5 separate regions of the Mus musculus genome follow, and regions 1, 2, 3 and 5 are each linked to region 4. Evidence: chromatin contacts called from public ChIA-PET, HiCAR-type and HiChIP or PLAC-seq data. All regions are on one chromosome and are shown on one strand. Each heading gives the region's core, a stretch centred on a gene start, on an enhancer-like site or on the middle of the called end of the contact. The rest is flanking DNA. Distances are from core to core; before and after follow the strand shown. Region 1 holds the start of Eif2s2 (eukaryotic translation initiation factor 2, subunit 2 (beta)). Region 2 holds the start of Acss2 (acyl-CoA synthetase short-chain family member 2). Region 3 holds the start of Edem2 (ER degradation enhancer, mannosidase alpha-like 2). Region 4 holds the start of Dynlrb1 (dynein light chain roadblock-type 1). Region 5 has its middle 50 kb from the start of Eif2s2.

The links. ChIA-PET counts read pairs in DNA pulled down with a chosen protein or histone mark. HiCAR-type assays count read pairs that join an accessible place to other places. HiChIP or PLAC-seq counts read pairs in DNA pulled down with a chosen protein or histone mark.
Region 1: a contact with region 4 is called in an RNA polymerase II ChIA-PET map of memory CD8 T cells, with 17 read pairs. The contact joins the promoter of Eif2s2 here to the promoter of Dynlrb1 in region 4. A contact is called at or near these places in 5 of 39 promoter capture datasets (the C10 cell line, the HPC-7 cell line, cranial neural crest and 2 more) and 6 of 115 datasets of contacts at active chromatin or transcription factors (bone marrow-derived macrophages, embryonic stem cells, extraembryonic endoderm stem cells and 2 more).
Region 2: a contact with region 4 is called in an H3K27ac HiChIP or PLAC-seq map of embryonic stem cells, with 4 times the contacts expected there. The contact joins the promoter of Acss2 here to the promoter of Dynlrb1 in region 4. A contact is called at or near these places in 2 of 39 promoter capture datasets (the C10 cell line and the SN4741 cell line), 2 of 484 Hi-C or Micro-C datasets (embryonic stem cells and uterus), 2 of 115 datasets of contacts at active chromatin or transcription factors (embryonic hindbrain and embryonic stem cells) and 3 of 9 other capture datasets (adipose tissue, macrophages and pancreatic islet).
Region 3: a HiCAR-type map of astrocytes shows a contact between it and region 4, with 2.1 times the contacts expected there. The contact joins the promoter of Edem2 here to the promoter of Dynlrb1 in region 4. A contact is called at or near these places in 1 of 39 promoter capture datasets (hippocampal neurons) and 1 of 115 datasets of contacts at active chromatin or transcription factors (astrocytes).
Region 5: a contact with region 4 is called in an H3K4me3 HiChIP or PLAC-seq map of the SCID.adh cell line, with 3 times the contacts expected there. The contact joins the enhancer-like site here to the promoter of Dynlrb1 in region 4. A contact is called at or near these places in 6 of 39 promoter capture datasets (the C10 cell line, HPC-7-derived erythroid cells, cranial neural crest and 3 more), 1 of 15 datasets of contacts at CTCF or cohesin (pro-B cells), 7 of 115 datasets of contacts at active chromatin or transcription factors (the SCID.adh cell line, cardiomyocytes, embryonic stem cells and 2 more) and 1 of 9 other capture datasets (embryonic stem cells).

What each region holds. Positions count from the first base shown.
Region 1 is chr2:154,891,534-154,894,233 of GRCm38.p6, reverse strand. It overlaps Eif2s2 (eukaryotic translation initiation factor 2, subunit 2 (beta)), which reads left to right and starts at 1,328. Exons shown (of 9, transcript NM_026030.2): 1 at 1,328-1,544. The coding sequence starts at 1,530.
Region 2 is chr2:155,516,753-155,519,452 of GRCm38.p6, reverse strand. It overlaps Acss2 (acyl-CoA synthetase short-chain family member 2), which reads right to left and starts at 1,410. Exons shown (of 18, transcript NM_019811.3): 1 at 1,169-1,410. The coding sequence starts at 1,346.
Region 3 is chr2:155,728,195-155,730,894 of GRCm38.p6, reverse strand. It overlaps Edem2 (ER degradation enhancer, mannosidase alpha-like 2), which reads left to right and starts at 1,420. Exons shown (of 11, transcript NM_145537.2): 1 at 1,420-1,664; 2 at 1,894-2,004. The coding sequence starts at 1,558.
Region 4 is chr2:155,235,105-155,237,804 of GRCm38.p6, reverse strand. It overlaps Dynlrb1 (dynein light chain roadblock-type 1), which reads right to left and starts at 1,272. Exons shown (of 4, transcript NM_025947.3): 1 at 1,188-1,272. The coding sequence starts at 1,190. It overlaps Gm52565 (a long non-coding RNA gene), which reads left to right and starts at 1,302. Exons shown (of 2, transcript XR_003954076.1): 1 at 1,302-1,397.
Region 5 is chr2:154,941,734-154,944,433 of GRCm38.p6, reverse strand. No RefSeq gene overlaps it. Among named protein-coding and RNA genes, the nearest start is that of Eif2s2, 50 kb to the right of the region's middle. Within about 2 kb of position 1,408, at least 27 of the 459 cell types and tissues checked have an H3K27ac peak or open chromatin away from gene starts, as enhancers often do. A contact at or near this core is called in the SCID.adh cell line, where this site is marked.

The sequences.
Region 1 (2,700 bases), core at 79-2,578, 340 kb after region 4:
AATAGAGGATGAGTGAATGGGGGGTAGGGGCTGGGAGGAGAAGAAACTGTGGTCAAGATGTAAAGTATATTAATCAATTAATTGATTAATTTAAAAAGATAAAATCTTATGTAGTCCAGGCTGGTTATGAAATTCTGATATTCATGCCTCTACTTCTCAAGAGCTAGGATGGTAAGTGCTACCACACCCAGCTCAGACAGACCATTTTGTAATTCCAGTAGACCAAAACAAAGACAAACTCAGTAATCAGGTATGAATACAAAAATCAATCAAGAAGAACATTTTGCCAACTACAAAAATCACTAAGTACTTTCCCCATCTCTTCTAACGTGAGGGCTTTTTTTCACTAATCATAGATTAATCCTCACTTGATTCTTTTTATGCAAGAAGCATTAAAAACTTGATAATTACTCTCATCTCCTGATAGCATCTACTTACTTGAGCAGTCCCTTCAGTCACCTGAGTGGATCACCTGACGCCCCAGCTGAGCATTCTTTCAAACAGTGGGGCTTTGCAGTTCCCTGTGGTTACAAACACAGGTGTTTTTTTGTTGTTTTGTTTTTTAACTACAAGCGCATACTCCGAGGCCTTCCTAAATGGCAGCTGTATCTCCCCAGGGAAAATAGATGATACATCCAGAATTGTCTAGCAAAGACTCCATAAACAAGGAGTCATGTACCATATAAGGAAGCTTTAGTCAAAAAAGGACACATAATTAATAGTCCCAGATGATTATATCGCCTAGGACGTTGTAGTGTCTTTACTTATATGGTATGAAGTTCGTCAACAAGTTAATTACCTACTCTACACATTTCTCAACATAGCCCCTTTATTGAGCTAGTTAAGACTATTTCGAAGCTTCCTGACAGACTGTAGCTTGCTGGGCTGTTTCTCCTCAGAGGACGGCTTCGTTCCTCGGTCTAACTATGGAAAACCAGGGAAGAATCTTCTGAAGTAAAAAGCTAGAAGGTTAAACTTCTCACGAAGTGAAACGCTTCTACTGAGGTGCATTCCTCGAATACTAGACCGATTCTAGGGGAAAGCGTGAACTCAGCTCCACGGGTTCATATTAGGGTTTCCACTAAGTTAAACCTGAAAAATGGCCCCAAATTCACTTTACAAGCAACACAGCACTTTTCGAACCTCTTAGGTAACCAGCAGCACAAGAACCCGAACATCCTGACATGTTTAAAACAGTCGTGCACGCCCTCGAAACTCCCGAAGCGCACAAGCGCCGGTCTTTTCTAGCCAAACTACAAGTCCCAGTATGCCCGGCGCCGGGGAGTCGCCGAATAACTCGCGCCACGAGAAGCACGTAAGGTTGGCTTTACTGTACGCCTGCGCTTTGGCGAGCTCTGCGCAGGCGCACTTCCAACGTTTGAGAGGAGGGCGGGGTGTCGCTCCCTTTCGCTGATGCAAGAGCCTAGTGCGGTGCTGTGAGAAGTATCGGTGGGAGCTACGCTGACTCCGGGCCGTGAAGCCGACCGGTTTGACTTTTCATCCCTGCCGAACCCGCTCGAACTACAGCCATGTCCGGGGACGAGGTGAGAGGCTGAGCTGGAGTTAGGGCTAAGGACTGAGGCAGGAAGCCGAACCCACACCTGTGTGAGAAGCCGGGCCTGCGGCCTAGCTGTAGCCGGCCGCCATGTGGAGCAGCCCGGCCTAGGCGTCCCGGAGCTGTGGAGCCGGCGAGGACTCTGGATCCTCAGACTTGGTCTCCCTCGGCTCTCCTCAGGGCGGCGGCGAGGCCTGTCTCCCACGGTGATCGGCGTTTCGGAATGGAGAGCGTGTTGAGCCGTCCTCTCGGAAAGGGGTTGAATGCCGAGTTAGTTTGCCCGGCCGCCCCGGCATTCCTTTCCTCACACACATAGCCGCCTCGGCTCTCACGGCTGAGGGGTCAGGGTGCCCTGCGAGGCCCCTCTCGGTTCCGGTGGAGCACCGAGGTTAAAACTTTGTAGGCTGCCTTTTCCGGGCGGATATCTCGCTCCCGTTTCCCGCTCGAGGCCTTATTTCTTAAGACAGGAACCCAAAGAGCCAGAGGAGAAGATATTTTAAGTCTCAGGAAGTGACCACCTTTCGAGAAAAGTTTTCGGGCCCGAGTCCCAAAGTTTCCTTTACAGGCGAGGTGAGCAGGAAGGTCCGGCTGTGAAACTGACTGGGTTTGGATCTCAGAATTTTTCAAGCCCCGTCCCCCGTTTTATTGTGTCTTTTTTTTTTCTTTTAAATCTTTTTGGGTTTTGCCTTTTCCAGATTTATCCTAGTTCACATACCATTAAATGACTTTAAAGAAAAAAGAGTGGTCTTGGCTTAGATATTGCTTAGCATTGGGCCTAGAAGCCTAATCCTAGCCCCAAGGAAGTACTTTACGAAGAATTTGTGACTTACTTGACTTACAGGCCTAGGGGAGGGGTAAGAGGAATAGTTGAAGGTTCTGTGCAGAGTTGGCTTTTGAATGGGCTCTAGAAATGATCAGAATTTTCTCAACCAATGAGAAAACTGATCACAAGGCGTTTATGGTCAAGAAGGGAGAAAGTGCATAGAAAGTGAAGTATTCACTAGTTTGGTTGAAGTAGATGCTGGTTAGTTTATGGAGGACTTAGGTAACTACATTAAGGAATTAGAGATTTGTTTCATGGGAACTAGTTCTAGTTTAAGTTGGTTTCCAGGGTTCAGTAAAATAAATTCCTGTAAGTCCATTTT
Region 2 (2,700 bases), core at 161-2,660, 280 kb before region 4:
TCAGTATCTGCCTCATCCACATTGTTCTTAAACATTTAAATCATTACTTATTTAATGTCTGCTGGGTATCAACTATTCGATAATGGACCCTTTTATTACCCACTTTGGACTTTTTAATTTATGAATCTAGTGTTAGCTTTCCTATCTTAGAGATGAATACATTCAATATAAGTTTTTAAATCTGCCTAAGACTGCAAGCAAAGCTATGTATGTATTTTTCGGGCAGGATTTGTGGCTTGTGTTTACCTTACTACCAAATATCATGCTCCCTCTCAGCCAGGACGTGGTGGTAGGCCAGAGTCTCACTATGGAGCCGTGGCTGTTCTGGAACTACCTACGTAGAGCAGGCTGGCCTTGAACTTACAAAGACCTGCCTCTGCCTCCCCAGTGCACGGGATTAAAGGCCTGGCCAGATCGTGGTTTTGCACCCTAAACTGTCCTGACACTTAAGAACGTGTCAAGGCATAGAATTGTCTCTCAGACTCTGAGTTACTAGAATTTAGATCCAATTTTGGTTTTTTTAAGCAAAAAAACAAAACAAAACAAAACAAAACAAAACAAAACAAACAGGCTTGGTGGTAAACCTCACTCCGTCTTGTTTTGTTCACTATACCATCAAAACAACCAAAGCATCGGCATACTGACAACTCGTACAGTTGTGTATTGGGATTGCTGTCATTTTACACAGAGGCAGGACTCCTAGATGGGAAACAGACTTGCACTGACGCTGAGCAAAACGAGATGGGTGCATTCGTTAAAGGTCTGAGGGAGGCATGGTTGAATTGGAGGCAAAGGTGATTCTCTTCAGGGCTCTCCTTCCCTCAAGGTTCACCCTTGCTCCTTGGAGCCCTTCCTTTCACCTCGAGGGCTCTCTCAGGGAACTTTCTCCTCACCGATCCCCGCTTCTTCTCACGGAACCCGCATCTCCTCGTGAAAACTCGCATCTCCCAAAACTGCCAAGTCGCCAGAGAGTGCCCCAACTTCTAGGAAGTCTCGCCTCACAGATGCCTCCTTCTTCTCACAGAACGCCATCTCTTTCGAATCCCTTTTCCATGTCCCTCAGGGACCCTCCATCTCCTCCCTTTCTAACGGAGCTCGGTAAATCTCCCTCGGACTCCCGCTCCTCTGCTCACTGGCGCCCCCAAGAGTCGCTCGGGCCCAGCCTCACCCCGTGGCTCCTCCACAGAACGCCGGTGCAGCTCGCGGTAGCGCTGCAGAGAGGGGACGTGCGCCGAGCGTCTGACCTCCGGCGGCGGGGACCAACCCCGCACCCGGCCCTCGGCGCCGGTCTCCTCACGAGCCCGGCTTCCACTGCCGCTCTTGCGCCGCTCCTCGGGAAGCCCCATCGCATCAAGTTCCGAACACCTTGTCCGCCGTTGCGGTCGCTGCGGGTGCCGGGGCGGGGAAAACAGGTCGACCCTAGAGGCGGGGCCTCGGGTGAGGGCGGAGCCTGAGGCTAGAGGCCGTGCTCTAGGCATCCAATAGTGGGTAGGGCCGTGCGTGAAGGGGCGGGGTCAGCAAAAACCGCTGAAGACAAGGGGTAAGGGCGGAGCTGTCTTGCCGGAAGGGGTGGAGCCGTAGTGAAAGCAGAAGGAATGGTCAGGGAATGACAGGAGAGGGGTGGGGCCTTGGAATGACAGTGGAGGGGCGGGGCCAGAGGTGACAGGCGAGGAGGCGGGCCCGTGGAGTGATGGGGTGTAGCCCGGCTGGATGTGACACGAGAGGAGGCAAGGCTGTGGAGTGACCAAGTTAGGGTCTTGGAGTGACAAGGGTTGGGTTACGGCGCCGCGCAGCTTGAGACATGAAAGGCTGGCTAATAAGAGGCATTGTGTCATCCGTTGTGCAATTACCGTGGTCTGATTGCGTGATCCTGTCACTCCAGAGTTGGATAGCCAAGTGCAGTACAGTTCCTTCTGGGTGACACTCCACAGTCTCCCACCGAACAGCACCCCTATTCCGTTCCCATGGAAAAATTCCTCCGCGACCTTGAGGGCACAGATCCCCAATATGAACCTTCCTGCTAACTCGTTCTGATTCTCTCCCACCTCTTAGGACATGTCATTCTTTTTGCCTCCATAAATCTCCATCCTGATGTAAAGTACAAGACTCTTAAGTGAAGACGAGGAGGATCCTTCAGATATTGGCTCCAAACGCACAAATTCTCTTAGCACTAAAGGTAAATTCAGAAAAGGAAGGGAAATGTCACAAAGTCGGGGAGCAGATAAAGATCAAGTTATGGTCAGATCTGAGTTCTTGTATTGTTTGTTTTTACTAACATAAACAGAAAGCCAGATCTTAAAATACAAGGTCTATGCAATATAAAATAATACAAGTATAAAGAGGAAAAATTACATTCTTTAATTCACCTAAGTACACACCTATCTGCCACAAATTGAGTTTACTTCCCTCTGGCGTCCCTCTATCCTCTTCACCCAAAAGGAAGCCGAGCAGGACACCCTCCACTTCCTTCCTACAGTTATCACCAAGGACTACCTCATCTTACAATTCAGACTGTCAAAACAAGGATCTTTAATTATTTAGCTACAAGAGTGAATCTGAGGTCTGAAGCAGCCAGCTCCTGCCATTTAATGTCTACTTAGGGCTTGTGACCCATCAACTCACCTGCTACACTGATCTTTGTCCAACTGACCATATGCTTAGCCCACCCTAAACTGAAAAACACATGCTCAGACATATGAT
Region 3 (2,700 bases), core at 171-2,670, 490 kb before region 4:
TTTTCTGGCCTCAGAGGTGACCTGGCATGCACAAAATTATGTACAAAATCCTCATGTACATAAATAAATAATATTATTGTGTGCTCCAAACTTGCTTATAACTCTTCACCTATGCTTATGTAAGCAGCCCTAATTAAACCTAATCTACCCCAATCACAACCACAAAAAATGACAGTAGGAGGGGTTTGGGAGGAAAAAGGAGGAGAGAAGAATGGTGAAGGTAATGGGGGAGGGGCGGTGACCAGAACATATTCATACATATATGAAATTGTCAAAGAACAAGAATTAACAAACAAACAAACAAACAAACAAACAACTGGGCCAAAGAAGGCAGAGTCTGCCTGCACTTTGCTCAATAAATGGAGCAGCCATTTCCCTCTGAATTTTTCAGCAAAGAAGAGTTGGGCAATGCTAGAATTAAAGAAAAGTTCAAATTAAAAGGATCTCAAATATCAGTTTAGACAAACCCTTTCATAAATGTGGGTGCTGTGCCTGGAGGATGAGAGGGACTCCTTTAAGGTTATATAGGTTATGTGTGAATGGTAGAGTCGTAATGAACCCCAATCGAACTTCAAATCTAGGGTTGTCTACAGCTCATTCCACTGACCAAAGAGAAGGGGGTTGCTGTAGATAGCGCACTAACAGAGTCTAGGACCTAGCAAGAGAGTGGGGAAACTGGCCCAGATGTTCTTTTTATTTTGTTTTATTTTGTTTTTTCGAGACAGGGTTTCTCTGTGTAGTCCTGGCTGTCCTGGAACTGACTTTGTAGACCAGGCTGACCTCGAACTCAGAAATGTGCCTGCCTCTGCCTCCCAAGTGCTGGGATTAAAGGCGTGCACCACCACCGCCCGGCCGGCCCAGATGTTCTTAAAGGAAGAATGCTGGGTCTTCATTCTCACCAGGGATGGCAGCCACTGAGATGGTCCAGGTAAAGTCCTGGGTTGATTTAGAGACTGAAGGGACCGTGATTTCATGGCACCCTAAAGTGAAAGACCGTCATAAATGTATGAATTCCTAGAACAAAAGGGATTTCTGGAAACCTTAAGGCTTTGGGAAAATAATTCTAGAGTTTACTTACACAATGGTTTGTCAAACCCTGTGTCTATTATAGTCAAAGCCGAACATTTTTCATCCATATTTACATAGGCATCTGCTCAAATCTTGAGTACCTGCTAGCCCCTCCTTTAAAAGGTATTTGGAAAAAAAACAAAAATTAACTAGATGGCGCCTGTAAAGTGCTCCTAACACTTTAATTCACCGAAGGTGCTCAACAAACAGAAACTGGGATTGTGAAAACATTATTAACAGCAGCCACAGCAACCACTGTCTTTAAGACACGTTGAACTCCTCTCTGTAGACCAGAAATCCCGAGATGCTCTTTTGCCAGGGCTCCACCGCCCATTGCATCCTGGGCTTTGTAGTCAGGAAGTGAGAGGCTTCTTGCCCAACGCGCAGGCGTCGTGGTGCGTATCCCCGGAAGAACCAGCCGCGGCTCGGAGGATGAGCTGGTGGCGGTGGCTGCAGCTGCTGCGGCGGCACTGACAGGACACGAGCTCTATGCCTTTCCGGCTACTCATCCCGCTCGGCCTCGTGTGCGTGCTGCTACCCCTGCACCATGGTGCGCCAGGCCCCGACGGCACCGCGCCCGACCCCGCCCACTACAGGTGAAGGGGGCCAGGCTCCCGCTCTCTACGGCTGGGGAGTGGCAAGCGCCCACCGGGTCCCTTCCCTTCCCTCCACCCCAGGACCCCCACCCTGACGTGCTCTGGTCCCGCTGCTGGGCCCTCGGCAGAAATCATTTTGTGGTTCCCATTCTCCGTCCTGTGTCTGGTCCTTTCTCCCGCCTGGTTTTGTGTTCTGGCCCCCTACCTTATTTCTCATCCCTCGAACCAGGGAGCGAGTCAAGGCCATGTTCTACCACGCCTACGACAGTTACCTGGAAAATGCCTTTCCCTACGATGAGCTGAGACCTCTCACCTGTGATGGGCACGACACCTGGGGCAGGTAGAGCCAGCTTGAGGGCCAAGGGGGTTGGCCGGGATCATAGGAGGGCTGGTGGCTTCATGGTCTCACTGATTGTGGAAAGTTTCCGACCTGGGCTGATTCAACCCCGTCCCCTCAGTCCAAACCAGCGCTGTCAGAACTACACAGCTTTTCACAGTACAAAAAAGTCTTGGCTTAACTTGGCAGGCTAGCCCTCTGGACTCACCTCAGCCGAACAGGCAACCACGTATGAGGACTTGGGGACATTTCTGGAGTCACAAAATATTTTGAAAAAACTCCCGGGAGTCAGGAAACTCAACTCCTTCATTTTATAGGTGGGCGCACAGGCCCAGGAGGAACGTTATTCTCCCCACAGTTAAGACCCTTTGTAGTTGGTGTACTCTTTATGACTGAAAAATATTTCCCGTCTAGCTTCATACCAACTCCTCTCACCGCCATACATACAAGTCACCTGATTCATTTTCGTTTAGTAATTCTGTGTTACCATATCATCTTTTCATTTTCACTGGAATAAAGAACCCAGTCGAGCAAAGAATCATTGCATTAGCCAAAACTGACACTAGGGCTGTAATCCTGAGTTGGTTTTTGTTTTGTTTTGTTTTGCTTCGTTTTTATAGAATGATTTATTGATTTAGTGCGCACTGGCTGTTTGCCTGTATCTATAACCATGTGAGGGTGTCAGGTTCCCTGGAACTT
Region 4 (2,700 bases), core at 23-2,522:
CCTGCAGTTGGGAAGGCCTTCCCATCCTAGCTCAATGGTCCTGATGAAGGAAAAGGGGGGCAAAAAAACCCCACCAATGCCTGGACAGGAAAACCTACCAATCCCAGAGCTCCCCCAAATCCCAACCAATTCTCACTCTGGAAATCTCTGCCCTGAGAAGCTCTGCCACCTAAGAAATCCTACTTAAGACTTCTTCTTTGTTTGGTGTCCTGCTGCCCACTTCCCAGAGCAGAGACAGCCACCCCAGGATTCATCCCTCCACACCCTGGATTTGTCCCTGCAATGAGACTCCTGAACTACCCGGCTCAGCTGGGGATACCCTCCCTGCTGTTGAGGAGACTTCCTCTCAGAGTTGTGTGCTTCCTGGCCCCGTGTCTCAGTATGCCCTTCCATGGGACACCTTCTCCCCTCAGAGCTGTGTGGTTCCTGGGCTTCCGTGGAGTGCCCACGAAACCCTTCTTTAGCAGCAGGAACACTTAACAATACATACAAGCAAAACACTACTTATATACATAAAATATTTAACTTTAAAAACAAAAATAGCTTGGGCGTTTTATATCCTAAGCTGCCCTCCAACTTCAAATCCTTTTGCTTTTGCCTTCGCCTTCCCAGAGCTGGAATTGCAAGCGTGCATCCGTTGTAAATAAAATTCTGAGGTTTGGTTTAACGACGGAAAAGGCCTTATAAATTCTGTACACTTGTGAGGGTTGAAAGCACCACCCTGACCCCCGTGGGGTGGACCTCGCCGGTACCTGACCCCAACGCCAAACTGAACCCACAGGCAGCAGTCAAGCCTGCAGAGTTCGAATCCCGGGGATCGCTGCCTTAGGATTCCAAGTGTGAAGATGGCCCTAATGGCCGTACCTACTTCCCAGAGCGGAGGAGGAAAGGCCATGCACGTAAGCGCTTACGCCCAGGGTGCCTGCCATATGCCGGACTTCAGAAAACGTCGCAGCCCGGCCGGGGTCTCCCAACACTGACCAAAAAGCAAAACTGTACTCGAGCCGGAGGGCGGGCCTCCGGGGCGACCCCTCACAGACCAGCTTCCGGTCGCTCCGCCTCGGCTGGGACTAAAGGCCCGCATCCCCGGGTCCCGCGGGGCGACGCCCAACGACCAGAACCCCTACCGGGGGATGGTCACGCCGGGTGGCCGCAGCCCGCTACCGCCGCCTTGGGTGGACACTCACCATCTCGGACGGATCCTGCAGCTCCGAATCGCCAACACTTAGCCGCGTTCCCCGCCCTTCTGAGCCTGCGCACAGTCCTTTGTGGAGACGGACAGATCGAGCAGCCTATCAGGAGCCAGCAGTGATGGGCGGGCTGACGGGAGTCAACGAAGCAAGGACTCAACCCTTTGGGAAAGAAGGAAGCTGCTGTGGAGAATTTCCTCTCCATCGGTGAGGACGAGTTGTCATGTCTTGGCGTGTTTTCAGTATTCAATCCAGGTCCCTGGGCTGAGGCCAACTGTTGCTGAACTAATTCCCTTTGGCCCAGATTGAGGCAGAGAGCAGGAACCTAAATGAGCTGAGGACATGGGCAGCCCCGAGGTTGGGCATCTCATGAACAAGCTCTGGGATGAATTAGTCAAGGCTGTCCTGGGCGTGTAAGATGTGGGGTCGCGAGCTCCACCGCATGCCTGTGTTTCTTGAAAGAAACTTTTTTTTTTTTTTTTTTTTTTTTACTTCTTTGCCCTGCCAGTTTCTCACCTCTTTAGAGGACCAGTTCTCCCAAAGACCTGTCTTGTCCTCTGGTCATTGTGTACTCTTGCAGGCTATGAAAAATATCCGGGTTTCTAGCAGAAAACCTAGCTTAAAACACTGGCATGTAACGAACCTTTGTCGCAGGAAAGTCGCATAGCTTACTTCAATAGCCTCACTGTGTGATTGGCACCTCCACTTTCTTCACGAACGTTTCTTCCCGCAATGGGACTTGCTGACACCAAGCCTGATGATCTGCTTCCAGAGTTTCATGGCAAGTACCTTTTCCTCAGTGAGGTTTGCATTAAGAGTGCAGCAGGCATCACTAAATCAGACCAAGGATAACGGTATCTGTATTGATGTCCTGTGCACCTAGTATGATGGACTAAGGGAACATGACCTCCCTGGCATTTGCCACTAAAATCCAATCTTAAGAAAATTAAACCCATATTGAGGGATATTCTCTAAGGCAATCGTCTTCAACCCTCCTAATACTCTGATTTTTATTTATTTATTTATTTATTTATTTTTGTTTTTCGAGACAGGGTTTCTCTGTATAGCCCTGGCTGTCCTGGACCTCACTTTGTAGACCAGGCTGGCCTCGAACTCAGAAATCCACCTGCCTCTGCCTCCGGAGTGCTGTGATTAAAGGCGTGCGCCACCACGCCCGGCATACTCTGACCTTTTAATTCAGTTCCTCAGGTTGTGGTGACCCCCAACCATACAATGATTTCGTAGCTACTTCATGACTAATTTTGTTACTGTTATGAGTTGTAATATAAATATCTGATATTCAGGATATCTGATATGCTACCCCAAAGGGGTCATGACCCACCCACATGTTGAGAACCACTGCTCCATGGCATTGAACAGCACTCTCTCCAAAAGGATGTACTGGGCTGAGGAGGATCTCAAAGTCAATCAGGTCTGGTTGGCACACAGCTGTAATCTCAGCACCTGGAAGGCTGAAGCAGGATAGCAGGTTCTAGGCCAGCTTGAGCTT
Region 5 (2,700 bases), core at 159-2,658, 290 kb after region 4:
TAGGAAGCTAGAGAAAGTGAGAACTCTACTACGAGAATGGGCGTCACCTTGCAGCATTTATCTTTCTTTCCTGCCATGTGCCATGCTGTCCCTCAGATGTTCTCCCAGGACCAGGGGACCTGATGCCTCCCATCAGCCCCCAGGACTCAGGAAGGGCAGCTATTCGTGCTAGATTATTTTGGAGTCTGAAACTGATAACTTTCTTCCCAGCCCTTCCTCGGTGGGGGCTTTTGAACTGCTGTCTTCAGGACTTGTAAAGTCAGGCAGAGCAGGAGCTGAGCCCCCTGAAGGGCTCCTGTCAGCTCTGCTGTTCCCCCAACAACCTTTCTAACCCATAGACCATAGACACACTGCAGCTCTGCTCTTACCCAGGAACCTATCCCCTCTCTCCTTGGCTCAGAGGGTTGCCCGCTGGAGAAGCATGAGGACCTGAGCTTGGATGTCCAGGACCCACGTAGTAAGTCAAGTACAGCAGCTGTGAACATCTGTAGCCACAGCAGAGCAGGGTTGGAGGAGACAGGCAGACCCTAAGAGCTTGCCGGTTGAAGTGGCAATGCCAGGTTCAATGAGAGACCAGGCCTCAAAAAATAATATGGGTAATGATAGAAGAAAATATCTCAAATTTACCTCTGGCTTCTGTACACATCCACATGTATGTGCAGACACACCTGCATACATTCATATGCATCACATACACACACACTTAAGAAAATGGATAGAATTGTTCCCATTATGTTGTTTCACCCCATCATAGGGGTGCTCAGATTTAAAGTGCATCTCTGTGTTAACACTTTGTAAAAAGAAGGAGGAGGAGGAGAAGGAAAAGAAGAAAAGAAAAGAAAGAGACAAATGGAGAAAATGAATAGGAAAACCATTGAGTAGTAATGAGGTGTATGATGGGTGCGGGTGTTTGCCACCAAGCCGGACAACCGGAGGAACGCTGACTCCTGGGGAAGGAAGGGGAAAAAGAAGGAATAAGGAAAGCGGGGAGGAGATGGAGGAAAATAACTGATAACAGGTAACAGCTTGAGCCCAGAAACAAATATACAAGGTCTTTCCTCTTGTCTTCCCTCTACTGAGTCTGTGATGAGATCCATCAGGAAGTCTCCGGAGCAGAGCGCTGTGGCCGCCTGGGGGCAGTGCAGTCTCGCGGATAGGTTTTGCAGCCGCCGAGTTTGAGGCCCATTTCAGAGTTGGTTCTGCCCAGTAGTTTCCTTTCCTTTCTCTTCAGGTCCTCGTCTGAGTTCATCCTTATTTCAGGTTCCCACTGAATTGGTTAGGGAGGAACGGGGATCTGGGGCCTGGGGTGACACTCATTCACATAACACACCCACTTGTGTACATCCCGGAAATGTCCAGGTTCCAATTTCCACGAGGCAGAGTTAAATAAGACTGGAGGCATCTTTGAGCCAACAAACATCTGATTTAAAGAGCACAGGCTGGTCTTAAATACTGTTAACAAGTGCAGGTTGTGGAGACGTCCCATTTTCTTAGTTCTTTCTTAGCTCCTGGCTCTCCATGAACGATGGATGGAAGAAATACCCCCTCCCCGCTTTTAGGAGCTTTTAGCTATTTAGGAAAAGACATCGATTGCTCAACCGGTGCCTGCTGTCCTTGGTGCGTTGCTCCCAGTGGTTATATCAGGCCTCTACTCTAGGTTGGCGTCTTTGCCTGATGAATGCCTGGGGCGGAGGCTGGGAATCAGCAGTGTCTGTGCCCGCCCCTCTGAGCACACAGGCGCCCCATTCAAAACAATGTGGCCCTAGGCATCAGTGAAAGGGCTGCAGTCAGACTTGGCCTCACAAGGACTCACCTCTCTTTATCACCATCTCAAGCCCCGCTCAGGAAGCTCTCTCTTCGCTAACCTCAAGAGTCCCTTTTCCCTCAGTCAAAATCAGCTTCCAGCTCTAACACCCTGGGGTGATTTTTTTTAAAAATCTGTTGATTGATCCCGTGCCCTGTTTCTGGGATGGTTGCTTGCTGTCCTCTGAGCATAGGGAGTACTCTAAGCTTCCATACCCTTTTCTCACATGGTCACCTCATCTGAAATACATTTTCTGTCTCTCTGCCTGATGAATTCTTTATCTATCTTTATGTCCTAAATGAAACGTCCTAGAGCCGAGCACAGTGGTACGTACCTGTAGCTCTAGCAACTGGGAGACAGAGGAAGAAAGATCAGAAGTTCAAGGCCAGCCTGGACTCACCCCACCTCCTCCCCCAGTCTCTCCCATAGTTTCCCCCGACTCTTTCCTTCCCCTTGGAGTTCATACACAACCTTGTGGTTCCTTCCCCATTTTCACGTAGCCGGGCTTTAGCTGTGTTTTCCTGTTAGATGGTGAACTCAGTGTGGGCTTTAAACACTCAGCCAAGAGGCCGTGCTGAGGTTGCTTTGCCTCATTATCTTAAGGCTATCTCGTTAGCGGTAGCTCAGCCTAACACTGAGCACATAGGAGCCCGGTGTTCAACCCTGCTGGATATGATCAAAGCTGGAAGACATCAGGCAAAATGTGGTTATTCTTTTATTTTCACTTTCTATTTCCACTTCCCAGGAGATTTAGGTAACTGCTCCCAATTTCCTCTCTTATCATTTATAGTCCTCCTGGCCATCTGCATCCCATTACGATTTCATCTGGCTGTCTAGGGCCAACTTTCCTAGGCCTGGCTGCCTGCTCATTTGTGACTTTTATCAACCTGCTGCTC